Linked DNA regions of Mus musculus: region 1 is linked to region 2. Evidence: chromatin contacts called from public Hi-C data. All regions are on one chromosome and are shown on one strand. The core of a region is the stretch at or near the end of the contact, and the rest is flanking DNA. Distances in the headings are between cores, read along the strand shown.

Region 1 (6,522 bases), core at 3,870-6,369, 220 kb before region 2:
TTGGGAATAAGAAGCATCCCAAAGCAAATAAGTATCCAGTTGATAAGGAAGTCTCCAGTGGCTTCCAGGACCTAGAAGGAGATCTTTGTGTCCAGGTTAAGGGTGTGTAAAGCACTCCTTATAATTAAAGAGAGACGCTAAGGATCACAGAGGAGGAACTCAGGTGGGACCAGTCATATATGCTGAAGAAGAAAACAAACAGCCAAAGAAATTGCCAGTACCTGACAAATACAGAAGTGGATGCTCACAGCCATCCATTGGATGGAGCACATGGTCCCCAATGAAGGAGTTAGAGAAAGGACCCAAGGAGCTGAAGGGGTTTGCAGCCCCATAGGAGGAACAACAATATGAACTAACCAGTACCCCTAGAGCTCCCTGGAACTAATCAAAGAAAACACATGGTAGGACTCATGGATCTAGCTGCATATGTAGCACAGGATGGCCTAGTCGGCCATCAATGGGAGGAGAGGCCTTTGGCCCTGTGAAGGTTCTATGCCCCAGTATAGGGGAATCCCAGTGCCAGGAAGCAGGAGTGGGTGGGTTAAGAAGCAGGGAGAGAGAGGAGAGAGAGGAGATTTTTGGATGGGAATATTGGAAAGGGGATAACATTTGAAATGTAAATAAGAAAATATCTAATAAAAAAGAAAAATAAAGAAATCATATGAAAAACACAATCTAATTATAGGAAAATAGCCAGCCTAGAAATTTCCACAGAATTAATCCTAACAGTCTCTGATGAATTGGAAAGTATAGGCCTCTCTGGAAGAAGCCAGATGCTCATGGAAGCCCTACTCCAGGTGGACTGCCACCGGGATTGGTTGGTTCCCAGAAGCCACAGTTAGAACTGGAAATAACATTCACTCCAGATGGATGGGAGGCCGCTGTGGACACCATCCTTCACAGCTTGTCTTCACTGTGACTCGAAGGGAATAAACGTAAAATGGCATCATTGGTGTAAAAATAACTTTATATGAAAGTTATCTGTTTTTTCAGTTTCCCTTTACTTAATTCTTACCTGCTTTTCAACCCACAGAAATCACATTTCTGGCCCCTCCATCTTACCAAAGTAGTCCTTGACAAGATTACCATTGACTTCTGTATTGCTGGACCTGACTGTCAGATCTCAGCCCCCCATCTTAAGGGATATCTCAATCTTACTGGCTATAGGTTTCTCCATTAAAGACCTGCTGCTTTGTCCACTCTACTTACCATCTGTTCTGTCCAAATTGTGTATGTGGGTAGCTTTTCATTGTGTCGGGTCCTAATTGTTGATTGTAAGTCTTCTGCCCTTCTTGTTGTACATCCTGTCTCCCAGCTACCTCCAAAACTCTATGCTTTCACTGTATAGTATAATCACACCATGTAAATAGAAGCCTGGGTATATTTAAAGCCTGGGTGTGACCAAAGTATATGGAAGGGTGATTGAATTGGGTCATTCAGACTTATCATAGAAAATGAAGACCAAGGATACAATGTATAGAGCCTCCCATTTAGAACTCTGGGGAATTCTACTCACTGGACTTAAGGTTGAACTGACACCAATAAATCAAAAGTAACTGCTGTTATAATTTATCACAGTTATGATTCTATAAAGTAGTTACTTATTTGTACACATTTAACTCTCTGGTGTTTATGTAGTAACTTTATATCCCTCTTTATCCAAAATATCCATGTCCTCCTTTCACTCACTATATTACTATGCCTGGGTTCATCATATCAGTTCACTCTTTGTCATTTTTATCCAGTGCTTTTAGGATAAGTAGGAATGTTTAAAGCACTATGACCCATCTCTATTCTCAGAGGTTCTGATGCAGAATTTCGATCACTCCGCTACTCATTGCTGACAGCTTTTCTATCCCCCTCAGTTTGAATAGACACAAAGAAACCACATCTGTCAATTATTTTATCAGCAACGCAAGTGCAGAAGCATTGCTTGCAAGTGGTCAGCAGTCATTTCTGCAAGGCAGATGCTCATTTTTAAAAAGAAAAATAAAATCTGCAGTATCTACAACTTCTATGTATATGCAGAATAGTTATCTGCACTGTACCTCTTGGCATCCCTGATGTTGAGCTTATTGATCTGCCCTAATGAATTACCTATTTTGTTGACGTCTACACTCTGCAATAACAAAGTCAATCACATCTGAGTTGTCTACTTCTAATTTCCATCTATTTTGCACACTGTCTGCAAAGACAATCAGCTATACACAAAGGAGTAACTGTCACCTTGGAACCAGAAACCCCCCACCCAAGTTTTTGGTTTGTAATTTAGTCTATCATTCAGGACATTTCATTACCTTTGTCTCTGTATCTGTGTAAAAACAACAACAACAACAACAACAAAAACCCTACATCCTTTATAACCACCCCATAGTTAGACAGACATTTTGTATATTACCATTAGGAAAAGCCTTGGAAACCCAAATACCTCACTCTTTTTAATGTGTGAGGGAGTTAGGATGAGTCTTCCCATACCAATTAACCTAATCTAGATAAAGCCTCTCAGATATTCTCAAAAGCTAACCAAATCTAGATAAATCCCTCTCAAGCATGCACAGAGGCTGGTCTCCTAGGTGATTCGAAACCATGTCAAGTTGGCAATCAATATCAGACAGCATCTTATGCAATGAAAATAATAATCCATAGCATTCACAAGCAACCTCAATTTTTAAAATTGTTAATATTCTCAATAATAAAATAAGAATTTTATAAGATAACTAAGAAATAATAATTATTCCCCTACATAAAACACCTAGGCTAGCTTCCTTTTTGGTGTGTGTGTGTGTGTGTGTGTGTGTGTGTGTGTGTGTGTGTGTGAGATATGTGTGCCTCTGTGTGTATGTTGTGCATGTATGGTGTGTGTGTGATATACATGTCTGTGGTGTGTGCATGTGTGTGTGATATGTGTGTGTGTGTGTGGTGTGTGTGATATGTGTGCATGTGTGTTTCTGTGTATGTGTGTGTAGTATGTGTGTGTGATATGTGTGCATGCATGTGTCTGTGTATGTGTGGTATGTGTGCGTGTGTGTGTGTGTGTGTGTGTGTGTGTGTGTGTGTGTGGTGTGATGTACATGTCTGTCCATGGTGTATGTGTGTGCGTGTGTGAGATGTGCATGTCTGTGTATGGTATGTGTGCCTAAGTACACCTGTGGAAGCCAGAGGTCAATGTCAGGTGTCTTCTATCACCTTCCACCTTATTTTTTTAGATAAATTTCTCATTGAATCTGAAACTCCCCAATTAGCTATACTGGCTTTTCATGAAGCACTTTAACAGACAGAGCCATCTCTCTACCCCCTTAAAGATATCAATGTGCAGAGTCCGGCCTCCGTCTTTGAGAAGGGATATATTCTCAAAATTTTGCATGCTTAATATGCAATGAGCTTTAACAAATTATTTAGATGAGCCATGTGACTAGAGGCCATACATGCATGCACATACAGCTTAGCTGTAGACAGAGGCTATATAGTATATTTTAGTTATATCTAGTTTGAGGTACAGTAGACTCAAGACTCCAAACTCCTTGAAAACTAAATGTTAAAATTCGGTTTGACTAAGTTAGGTGAAACTCTATTCACTCAAGTTTAAATTTCTGCAAGATTTAAAGAAAACAGAGCAAGTCAGTAGTAGTCTGTTTTCAGGTATTATTTGCACAGGCAAGACAAGCACTAGACTGGCATGGTGCTGATGGATGAAGAGGGACTGGTTTTAAGCAGGAAGGCTTATGTTCAAAGCCATATCTACCCACAGATATAAAAATGTCAGTTCTTTCTTTCCACAGGGCTTGGTAGCAACTGAGAGACGTTTATATTTGCTAAGTTCTGCATCGAATGAATGGAAGAGCCAAACCCATGTTTTAATGACAAAATGCTTCCCACACACAGGCTAAAATAATGCTTTTACTCATGTCAGCATGTGCTCGAGCACACGCACGCGCGCGCGCGCACACACACACACACACACACACACACACACACACACACACAGAATCATCATCATCATCATTCTTAGTATCTTTCTTTTGCTTCCATTTGAATAGTTAACCTGTAGATCCAAAGTCACATAACAGCCATTTCAGCACACAGATACACACACACACACACACACACAGAGAGAGAGAGAGAGAGAGAGAGAGAGAGAGAGAGAGAGAGAGAGAGAGAGACATCATTCTTAGTAGTTTGCTTCTGTTTCCACTTGAATAGATACCCTGAAGATGGGAAGTCACACAACAGCTTTGTGCCCTATCAAGTTGCCTCCACCCAAAAACAGCTGCAATGCTTATCTAATTAAACCCCAGCGCCAAACTGTGAGATGCAGCATCAATCATTAATATTGTATTTTGGATCACTTTAAATTCTGACTGGGGGTAGGTGGTTTCCCGCACACTGGTCTCAGAAGGAGATTTTTCAAATAATCTTTAAGCAGCACTGAAAAAAATAAAACAAGCTGCCTGCTGTTCGATGAGGACTGTGCTACCCTGCTGAACACTGATTAGCTGTTAACTCTAATTGAGAGATGGATATTACTTATTCTGAAAATGCTAAGGATACTTTTATTGTGAATAATATGTAGCTTTCCTCACCTCAAAAATGTGTCTGTGGCTACTTGCCCAAATTATGAGCTGTTCCAAAAGAATAGGGGCTTCTGGTTCTCTTGTCTCTAATTTGCAGAGTCATTTATCCTGAATTGTGGCTTTTCTCCAGGTAGCCATCCACGAGTCAGCGGACTGTGATCTCCATGTGGGGTTTGTGCATAGATGCCCTGCATCTGGAGCAGGGGCATATTCTTACAGTTCTGAAGGCTCAGAGATGTTTATGTAAATCTTTGTCTCAGTCAGGCTCATGCTGACGTGCTTAGGTTTATGCTCATGAACCAAGAGGAGGAGTTTTCTCTATCGCCTTCTAAAAGACTAGAGCCAGCAAAGCAAGCCAAATGGGGCAAATTAGACAAAGAGAAACTGGCCAAAACTAAATGAATATCTGCTTCCTTCTAGCATTCTAGGAAGGATACCAGGCAGCTGTGCCAAAGCACACTGCTCCTCTTTGTGGGGAAAATGCTATGATCTACTCAAAGTCAGGGCCATCCGTCAGCACCCGCCACAAAAGGAGATGTGTATAAGAGAGGCTCCTTAACGAGGGACGGAGGACTGCAGAAGCACGGCGTGTGCCAAGCTCTGTAGAAGCACCGCTTAAAACTCAAGAGGAAATAGGGCAAATATCTGAACCATGAGGTTCCCATTCTCAAAGCCAAGATAGGTTGAGTCTGTGCCAGGGTCGTGCCTGGAACCCAGCCACATCAGCTAAAGAGGGATGGGAGAGCCAGAGAGAATACAAATAAGTGGGAGTAAGAGAGTGGAGATGTTTCACGAGCCTCGGGGGACAAGGAAAAGGAAAAGACTGTTAGAATGGCTTGCTGCAGGGCAGAGAGGCTGGAAGATCTAGGAACGTTCTGAAAGCCTACAAAAAGGATCTCTGCGCATGAAGGGACTGATCAGAGGCATCTCCTGAGTCTAGCAAATAGTCCAAAGCAGATCAGGGCACCGTGCCTTGGGCTGTCAACACAACTCAGCTCAAATTACATTTTCCCAGAGTCTCTTTGCCCATATAATTCTGAGAAACTATGTGCCAATTTAGAAAGTGGAATCTAGAGGCAGCCACATTTATGGGCTTTGATAACTGTTTATCTGCCTATTCACCTTGTTGGCTAGCATCAACTTCAGTTCTTGCTGAATCCTCTTCTTCAACTCTGTGACTGTGAAGCCAGCCATGTTCTCTCCTTTACAGGATGTGCCATTATTCCTGCCATACCCACCCATTCTCCAAGTTAGAAATTAAGAGATGGTGCAATGTCAGTTCAGATTCTGCCCATCCTCGTAGGTTACAGCTTGTGTCCCCGGTTATCACAGCTTTCCTCCAGTCCTCCATAACTCTCACATTTCTTTGACCACACTTAAAAAGGACAGTGGCTCGTCTCGGTGTATAGTGATTTAGTTATAATATTCTAGATAACTCATCATGTAGCTTACTATGATTGGGGCTTAGAAACTGGCATTAAGATGCTCTATGAATAATTAGCAGTTTCTAATTCATAGACTTTATGGCATATTTAAACATGTACACACAAACAGGACAAATATGCATATGTACACATTCACATATTAATAATATAAATGTGAATTAAGTATGACCATGTTTTGCTTAATAATAAATATACATTCTGATACACGCTTGGTTACATAATTTTATCACTGTGAAACTATAGAATGTAGTTACATGAACTAAGATAAAATATCATTCAATAATACAATTTTATATGATCACCACCCTATTCAAAGTCTGCCCTTGACCAATCTGTTATTATGCAGCATGTGATTATGTGCATGTATACACACATACACACACACATACACACACACACATGCACGCATGCACACATACACATGTACATATGTTTGTGGCAGCAAGCTAACTTGTCTGTTGGTAAGCAAGGAGGAAATCTCTCAATTGCCCTACTTTTTTGTTTTT
Region 2 (6,853 bases), core at 3,325-5,824:
GGTGTTGGGAGTCAAGGGCTTTAAGAGATGAAAGGTTCACTAAGGGATTGGGCTAATTCCTGCAGGAATAGAATAATTACTCTTAGGAGTGGGTTGCCAAAAGGAGACTGACTCTTCTTGACTTTTAGATACCTCCCTGGTCTCGGGAACAAAGTCTTCCTGAATTTTTCAGCAAATATTCTGCTTATTTGAGAAAAACAAATCTACAGCCTCATCTTTATTTCATCTCACGCTAATGAGTCTGATGGTTAATCTCTGTAATCTCTGAAAAGATGGCTTGATCAACTCTTTCCCCATGGGAAATTTCAGGGACCATCTATTGGTTAAAGTGCCTAGTTTCTAATTATAACATTCCTGATGCTTCAATTTAGAAGCTTCCAACCTTTCCAGCCCATTTTCTGTATGTGTCTGTGCTGTCCTACATTCTCTAAACACAGAGCTTTCTTTTGTCTGAAAAAAAAGAAAACACGGAACTTTTGTCTGTGCCAGGTTTTTGTTTTGTTTTGTTTGTTTTTGTTTTGTTTTTGGTATGTTTAGCTTTGGCTACAATGTTGACCCTACCAGTCTCTCCAGTTAGATCACTTACCTCTGACTGCATTTGTTTCTGGTCACAGGACTGAACTGCATCCTCCTGCCCACTTGCAGCATGGCTGGCTTACTCCAATGGATTGGGAATGTATATCACTTCCAGGCACTTCCCATCTTCTCCACATAGTGTGTAGAAACTGGAAAGCCAGGGCTTGAAGGCAAAGACTGGAGCCACAGCATGGGTAAAAGGCCCTGAGTTCATTAGTGACTGTGTGGAGCATGCTACACATCTATGACATGAAAGAAAGGGTATTTTTTGCTGGACGAAGTTCCTGAGTACATGGTTCATAACAATATTTAGCTTTCTTTAAAAAGCACTTCTGAGACTGCTCTATTTTATGGCACTTTTAGACAATGACCCCTCTGTCATCTGCACTTCCTTTCTAGCAGTTTCTAGTACTTTCTAGGTACTCACCATTTAATTGTTTAGCCTTATGAGTACAAGTTTGCGTGTTTTGTCTCTCTTTCTGGAATGTACATGTTTGAGAACAGGTGTGGAGATCTCTTGCCACTCTTTAATCTTTGCTAGGTGGACTTCAAGGGTGGGTGCTGCTACCCACTATACACTCTTAAGTGGAACTTTTGTCGAGTGAGCTAGGGTGAAAAGCAAAAAGGGAACTTGTGAGACTGGAGAGGTGGTTAAGAGCCTGTATTACATTTGCAGTGGAAACAAATGTCCAGAACTCCAGCTCCAGGAGATCTGACACCCTTTTAGGGCTCTGTGGGCACCTGCACCTACACAGTTATAAATAATCTTGGTTTTGGTTTTGGTTTTGGTTTTGTTTTTGTTTGGTTTGGTTTTGTTTTTAAGTCAAAGAGGCTCCGAGTTCCTTATCTTCTCCTTTGGGTCAAGGGGATCTCATTAAGACTTTAAAAATGATGTGTTTATAAAAAGATAAACAGAGAGGGGGTTATGTTCTATGCTGGGGAGAGGGTGTGGGGGTGATGTATTGGGGGGGGGTCGGGAATGTCTCAACGGACCCATGCTGAGGCTTCCCTTCCCCCTGAGGGACTGGCCACATGAAAGTATAGTATAGAGTTTATTCAGGGCATGGGGAGGAGAGTTAAGAGGGTAGTAGAGGCAGAGAAAGGCAGAGGCTGGCCATGGCCATGAGCACGTGGAGAGAGGGGAAAGGGAAGAGAATGGGGAAAGGGGGAGCAAGAACAAGAGAGAGGTAAGAGATCAAGAGAGGGAGGAGGGGGCAAGCATCCTTTTTTATAGTGGGTCAGGCCTACCTGACTTTTTGCTAGGTAACTGTGGGGAGGAGCATACCTGGCTGTTGCCAGGTAACTGTGGGGGTGGAGTTTAGACAATGCTAACAACAACAACAACAACAACAAAAACCCCTAGTCACACTAACTGAATCCACCTAAAATGTAAACATTTCAGAGCTCAACATGTTAAATGCCAAACACTATAACCATTCCCTAAACTATAACCAAATCAGCTTTGGTCTAAAATGTCCTAAAACCCAAAATTGATAACCACTCCCCAAGCTGTAAACAAATCAGCTTCAGTCCAAGATGTAAAAATTGATGATTTATAAGGCTTTAAAGTATTTTAAATTCTCTATTAAACATTAATTTCAAATCTAATGTTTACTTAACTTGTACATGTAGTAGTGTGGAGGGTATGGCCTATGGGGCTGAAAGGCACTTGGCAATTAGGATGTCTACATAAATTTGTCTTTCAAATATGTTTTGTTTACTCATACAAACATTCATTATAATACCATGCTAATATAATATCACGCTTAGACATATCATGGAGCAGGAGCAGTTGTTTGGGCAGAAACACCATGTACAGGGACGGATTCACAGGGAAATCTTCTCATAGGCTTGATCTTCATCCTCCATGAAGTCCTTCAACTGTGGCAGGCTGGGGATGGCACTGAAGGAGATCCTAGGAGGTCCTTGTGAGCATAGGCCAGGAGCCATCACAGGTAGGCCTGTGTGGGCCCAGTGACACACAGTGCCAGAAGTTCAATGGTCACTGAGGCCAGGGCCATACACAGTCTCAAGTCTTCTTGCTGATGGGAATCCACACTGAGGTTAGAGAAGCCTTGTCTCTGGAGCAGGACAGTTTGATCCTAGAGTAGAGACCACTCCCAATCTTTCAATTTATGTATTACTTCATTAGATGGTAGATTTGTGCTATCAGGGTTCACAGATTGTGACTAGTTGACCAGCATAGGAAGTGTCTACCTTGGGGAGTATTTCATTAGCTTAGTAAAACCTGTCCTGGACTTGACTTGTATTCAAGCTGCCAGGTGGCCAGCCTGGAGCTTGTAATTGTGGCCTGGCTCCTATCAGAGCTGCCTGGTGGCCAGTTTCTTTTTGCTTGTTTGTTTGCTTGCTTTTTTTGTTTGTTTGTTTTTGTTGTTGTTGGTTTTTAGAGATATTGATTTCTCTGTATAGCCCTGGCCGTCCTGGAACTCACTTTGTAAACCAGGCTGGCTTCGAACTCAGAAATCCGCCTGCCTCTTGGTGGGCAATTTCTATCTCACATACATTGCATTATTGCAAGTCGCACAAAATTGTTACTAAGTTACACAATTTCTTTAAACTTATATTCCTAACAATCAGTCAGTTGGTGGAGGAGGCATATAAAGGTAGAGGCACTTATAAATCAGGACCTTGACCATTCATTAGATGCCAGGACTAAAGCCGACTTTGGTTTGTGATACTCTGGCTGTCACAGACCACCAGAAGGAAGGCAGAGAAAGCATGACGGATGTCTTACTATTTGAGATGTGGTGGCATATACAAGGGGAGAAGCTAAGTGGGGAACTAGATAAATAGGTTTGAACTCCGAGAAAGCAAGGAAAAGAAGTGTAAATCTGAAATGTATTGATTGGAGTGTTGGCAGCAGATTAAATCATACAGGGAAATTTGTGGAGTAGGAGAAAAGGATGAGGCTTTTAAAACTCTTAGCGATCATTCAGGGCAGGCAAGCCAGTCAAATAGACTTGGGGGTGGGGTGGGGGAGGGGGACAGGAGAGAGAAAAGGCAATAGGCATAAAGAAGAGGGCATTTTAAGGAGGAGGAAATTGTGAGATGAGGTAGCATTGGGAAGCAAAATGTCCTCTGGCCTTAGTAAGGGCAGAAGACAGCAGAGGTGACTGGCAAATGCAGTTTCCCTGAATGAAAGCCAAATGAATGAAGTTGGAAACAGCTGTGGTTGGGGGTGGAGGTGGGGGTGGGGGAGGGGAGAAGCACTCTGCTTCAGCGATGAAGGGCAGCGAAAGGCAGGGTGACACATAGAGCAGAGGAAAGCTTGGAAGTCACTTGGTGCTGAGGATGCGGACTCCACTCCAAAGAGGGAGACAGATCAGAGACTGATGCTTTGAGGAGGGTCGGAGGTCATTGAGGTTTGAGGTCTGTAAGTCTGGTAGTGGAAAGTACAAAGGTTTTTTCTCTTGAAGGTGGCAGCACAAATAAGTACTAGGAGTGGAAACTGAGTGGGTGACCTTCCCATCAGGAGGGAGGTGTAGCACCTAGTGGTCGTGACTGTATGGCACTGCTCCAAAGGAGGCGCAGTCCTGAGGTTGCACGGCCTTAGGAGGAGGAAGTCACTTCCCGTTTCAAAGGGAGAAAGTGGGGACATTTCTTCAACAACTTCAGACAGAAAGAAGCGTGGAGTTGAGATTTTCTGCAGGGATTCCACAGCCCTCGGCGGAACGTGCGAGACAAGCCAGGAATAGGCTTAGAACGCACGGATCCGCAGGGAACAGCGGCCAGGCCCGGGAACCGCCGCTGCTGCTTCGCGTCCCAGCTGCGCTTTCTCTTCCCAGCAAAGCCTGTCTGCCCCTGCGCCTCCTTCGTGGCGAGCGCTCTGTTCCGACGTCACTCCGACACGGACCAATAAGCGGAAGAGGAGAGCGTGAGTGATGGAAAGGGCAACCGATGGTCCCGCGGCGGGAGGCGGGACTAGACGGGAGCGGGCAGCCGCGAGTGGGAAGCGGCGCGGCGGGGGGCGGGACGCGGCGGGGTGGGAGTGGGAGGGCAGCCCCTCCCCTGGCGGCGGCGGGCTGGGGAGCCGCCGGAGTTTAAGCACGCGGGAGGGGAGATGAGATCGCGGCTCGTGCTCCTTGCAGGTAAAGCGCGGGGCGGCCCGCTGAGGGCCGAGCGCAGCTGCAGGGCGCTCGGAGTTGGGCGCGGGCTCCCGGGCTCTCAGCTGAGCCGCCAGCCCTGCGCTGGGGCCCGGGGGCGGCGCCCGAGCTCTGCACCTCTACTAGAGTTAGCTCCGACACTCGAGCTGCCTCCCGCGGACGCCGCCCCGGGCGGTCTGCGCCTGGGTAGAAGCCGCACCCCGGACAAAGAGCGCGCGGTAAGGGTGCGCGCCCCGAGCTCAAGCTCCGGCACTGCCCTGCTACGGCCGAGGTCGCCGAGCCAGACCCTTGCCTGCTACTGTCTGACCCAGCCGTGCAACAGCTTTGTAACCCGGGAGTCCACCGGGTGCAGCGGCCACCTGGCCGCGGGGTCCCCGCGCCTGGTCGCCAGCTGGCCAAGGCACGGGCGACGGCTGGACACAGCCGGGTAGCTTGGCCGCCCGCCCAGGGTTACACGGAGAGCCACCCAGCAGAGCCAGGAGTGCCAGTTACTCTACGCTCAACTGTGGAGCAAAGCTGGTACCACTGGCCTGGGAGCCTGGAACGGCTGCCAGGAGTTGGGGGAGCCAAGCAGGTGGTGTAGCAACCGCCTCACCTCCTGCGAACTCCACGGGGAGTCTGGGTTGTTGATGTTGTGACTGTGGGCTGTTTGTGTTTTCTTTCTTTTTATAACTACACACAAAAGAAAGGAGGAGTTAGAGGACAGATATCTCCACTGAATCATCCACACTTTGCTCTCTCCCCGTGAACAGATGGATGGGGAGAATTATAGTAAGGATTGACTGGAACCATTTTTGCCCCTTGTACCTGCATCCCCCGAAAGCTGTGCACTATAGGTGGAACTGGGGCAAAGTGAGGTATGCTCGCCCACCTGGGTGGGAAAATGGTTACATGCTAGCAAAGTGGAAACTTTCTGAGGCAGAAATTCTGAATGTGAAACCTCAGATGGGCAGCCACTTCTTGAATTAGGAAGATGGGTCACAACAGGATTCACCTTACTCTGCTTTTGGCCCATCACTACAGAGGATGGCTGGCTCCTTTGCCTCTAGCACAATGTGTGCTAGCTCTCTCTGCATCGTGCCAGATACGGGTGGTCAGAAACTATCACATTATTTAATCTGATTTCTAGAGGCAAGGTTGCCCTCCATCCTGAAGGGCAACTGGCCCTGGATGCATTGCCCTTAATGTAAAGGACAAGAGGCTCTCCATGCCTGTGGAAGAGTCTCCAGTTAGGTGGCTGCAGCCGGTTCCCCGTTTTCCCGGGGTGAATCAATTAGGTTGGGTCACTCTGCCTCATTGCAGCCAGGGCTGCTGTGACCATTGTTATCGGAAGCTTACAGTTCACAGCTCAGTGCCATTTAGCCTCTGGGGAGATATTGTTTGAGGTCTTTTTGACCTTTTGATTATTGACAGATGAATATATTTTAACCCCCTATAAAACCGAGGCTTAATATTAAGAGTTTGAGTATTGGGGATGGAGACTACTGGTTTGTTCCACATTGAACCTCTCTAAGGAGCCAGTTCAGAGAGTTCAGGAGACACCAGAACACAAGCTTTGTTACTGTGACTGTCTCTTCAGACTACTAGTAATAGGTTCAGTGTAGATGGGTCATTGCTGGAACTGGAGCCACTGTGCACATCCTGTTTAGCACCTCCTTACAGTGAGCTACCATCCAGGCTGTGGCTGAGGAGCCATGGCTCCCAGTCAGGGTATAACCTGGAGAAGACCATTAAGACATGTTGCTTAGTCAGAAACAAAGTATTCTTTCCTATACCCTGACAGGGATATGAAGATCTCTGCCACCTTGTGGGGCATGGTTTCATCTACCCATGCACCAGGCCTTATTTGTAGAACAAGGGTCATTTCCTATTGGAGGAAGGAGAGTTGGAATCAGGGTTATTTGTGTGGTGTGAAATTTGTATAGGATGCAAAGTCTCCTTGCCTGGGAAGTCGTATGCTGTAGATCTGCCCAAAAGAAGGGTTCCTCTTATTTGGTACACCCTGTCACCTGGTGGGCAGTGCTGGATGTTAAACCGCACCATGAGCATTAAGGCAGGTGATCAGGAACTGTGAATTGGTCAAAACAGTAGAGACTAACTAACTGCTTGTATTGCTTCACTCAGTCCTTACCACAGCCTAAAGACTGTTCCTT

What was found. A called contact is a pair of places that touch in the nucleus more often than the background predicts.
Region 1: a Hi-C map of cerebellar granule neurons shows a contact between it and region 2, with 1.9 times the contacts expected there. The contact joins the enhancer-like site here to the promoter of Tmtc4 in region 2. A contact is called at or near these places in 1 of 39 promoter capture datasets (neural stem cells), 3 of 484 Hi-C or Micro-C datasets (cerebellar granule neurons, cerebral cortex and forebrain), 7 of 115 datasets of contacts at active chromatin or transcription factors (T-cell acute lymphoblastic leukemia, embryonic basal ganglia, embryonic forebrain and 4 more) and 3 of 9 other capture datasets (adipose tissue, embryonic stem cells and liver).

The regions. Positions count from the first base shown.
Region 1 is chr14:123,200,783-123,207,304 of GRCm38.p6, reverse strand. The region is part of intron 1 of Gm33906 (a long non-coding RNA gene); the gene reads right to left. Among named protein-coding and RNA genes, the nearest start is that of AA536875, 36 kb to the right of the region's middle. Within about 2 kb of position 5,119, at least 89 of the 459 cell types and tissues checked have an H3K27ac peak or open chromatin away from gene starts, as enhancers often do. A contact at or near this core is called in cerebellar granule neurons, cerebral cortex, embryonic basal ganglia and 2 more, where this site is marked.
Region 2 is chr14:122,981,004-122,987,856 of GRCm38.p6, reverse strand. Tmtc4 (transmembrane and tetratricopeptide repeat containing 4) reads left to right here and starts at 4,574. Exons shown (of 18, transcript NM_028651.3): 1 at 4,574-4,685.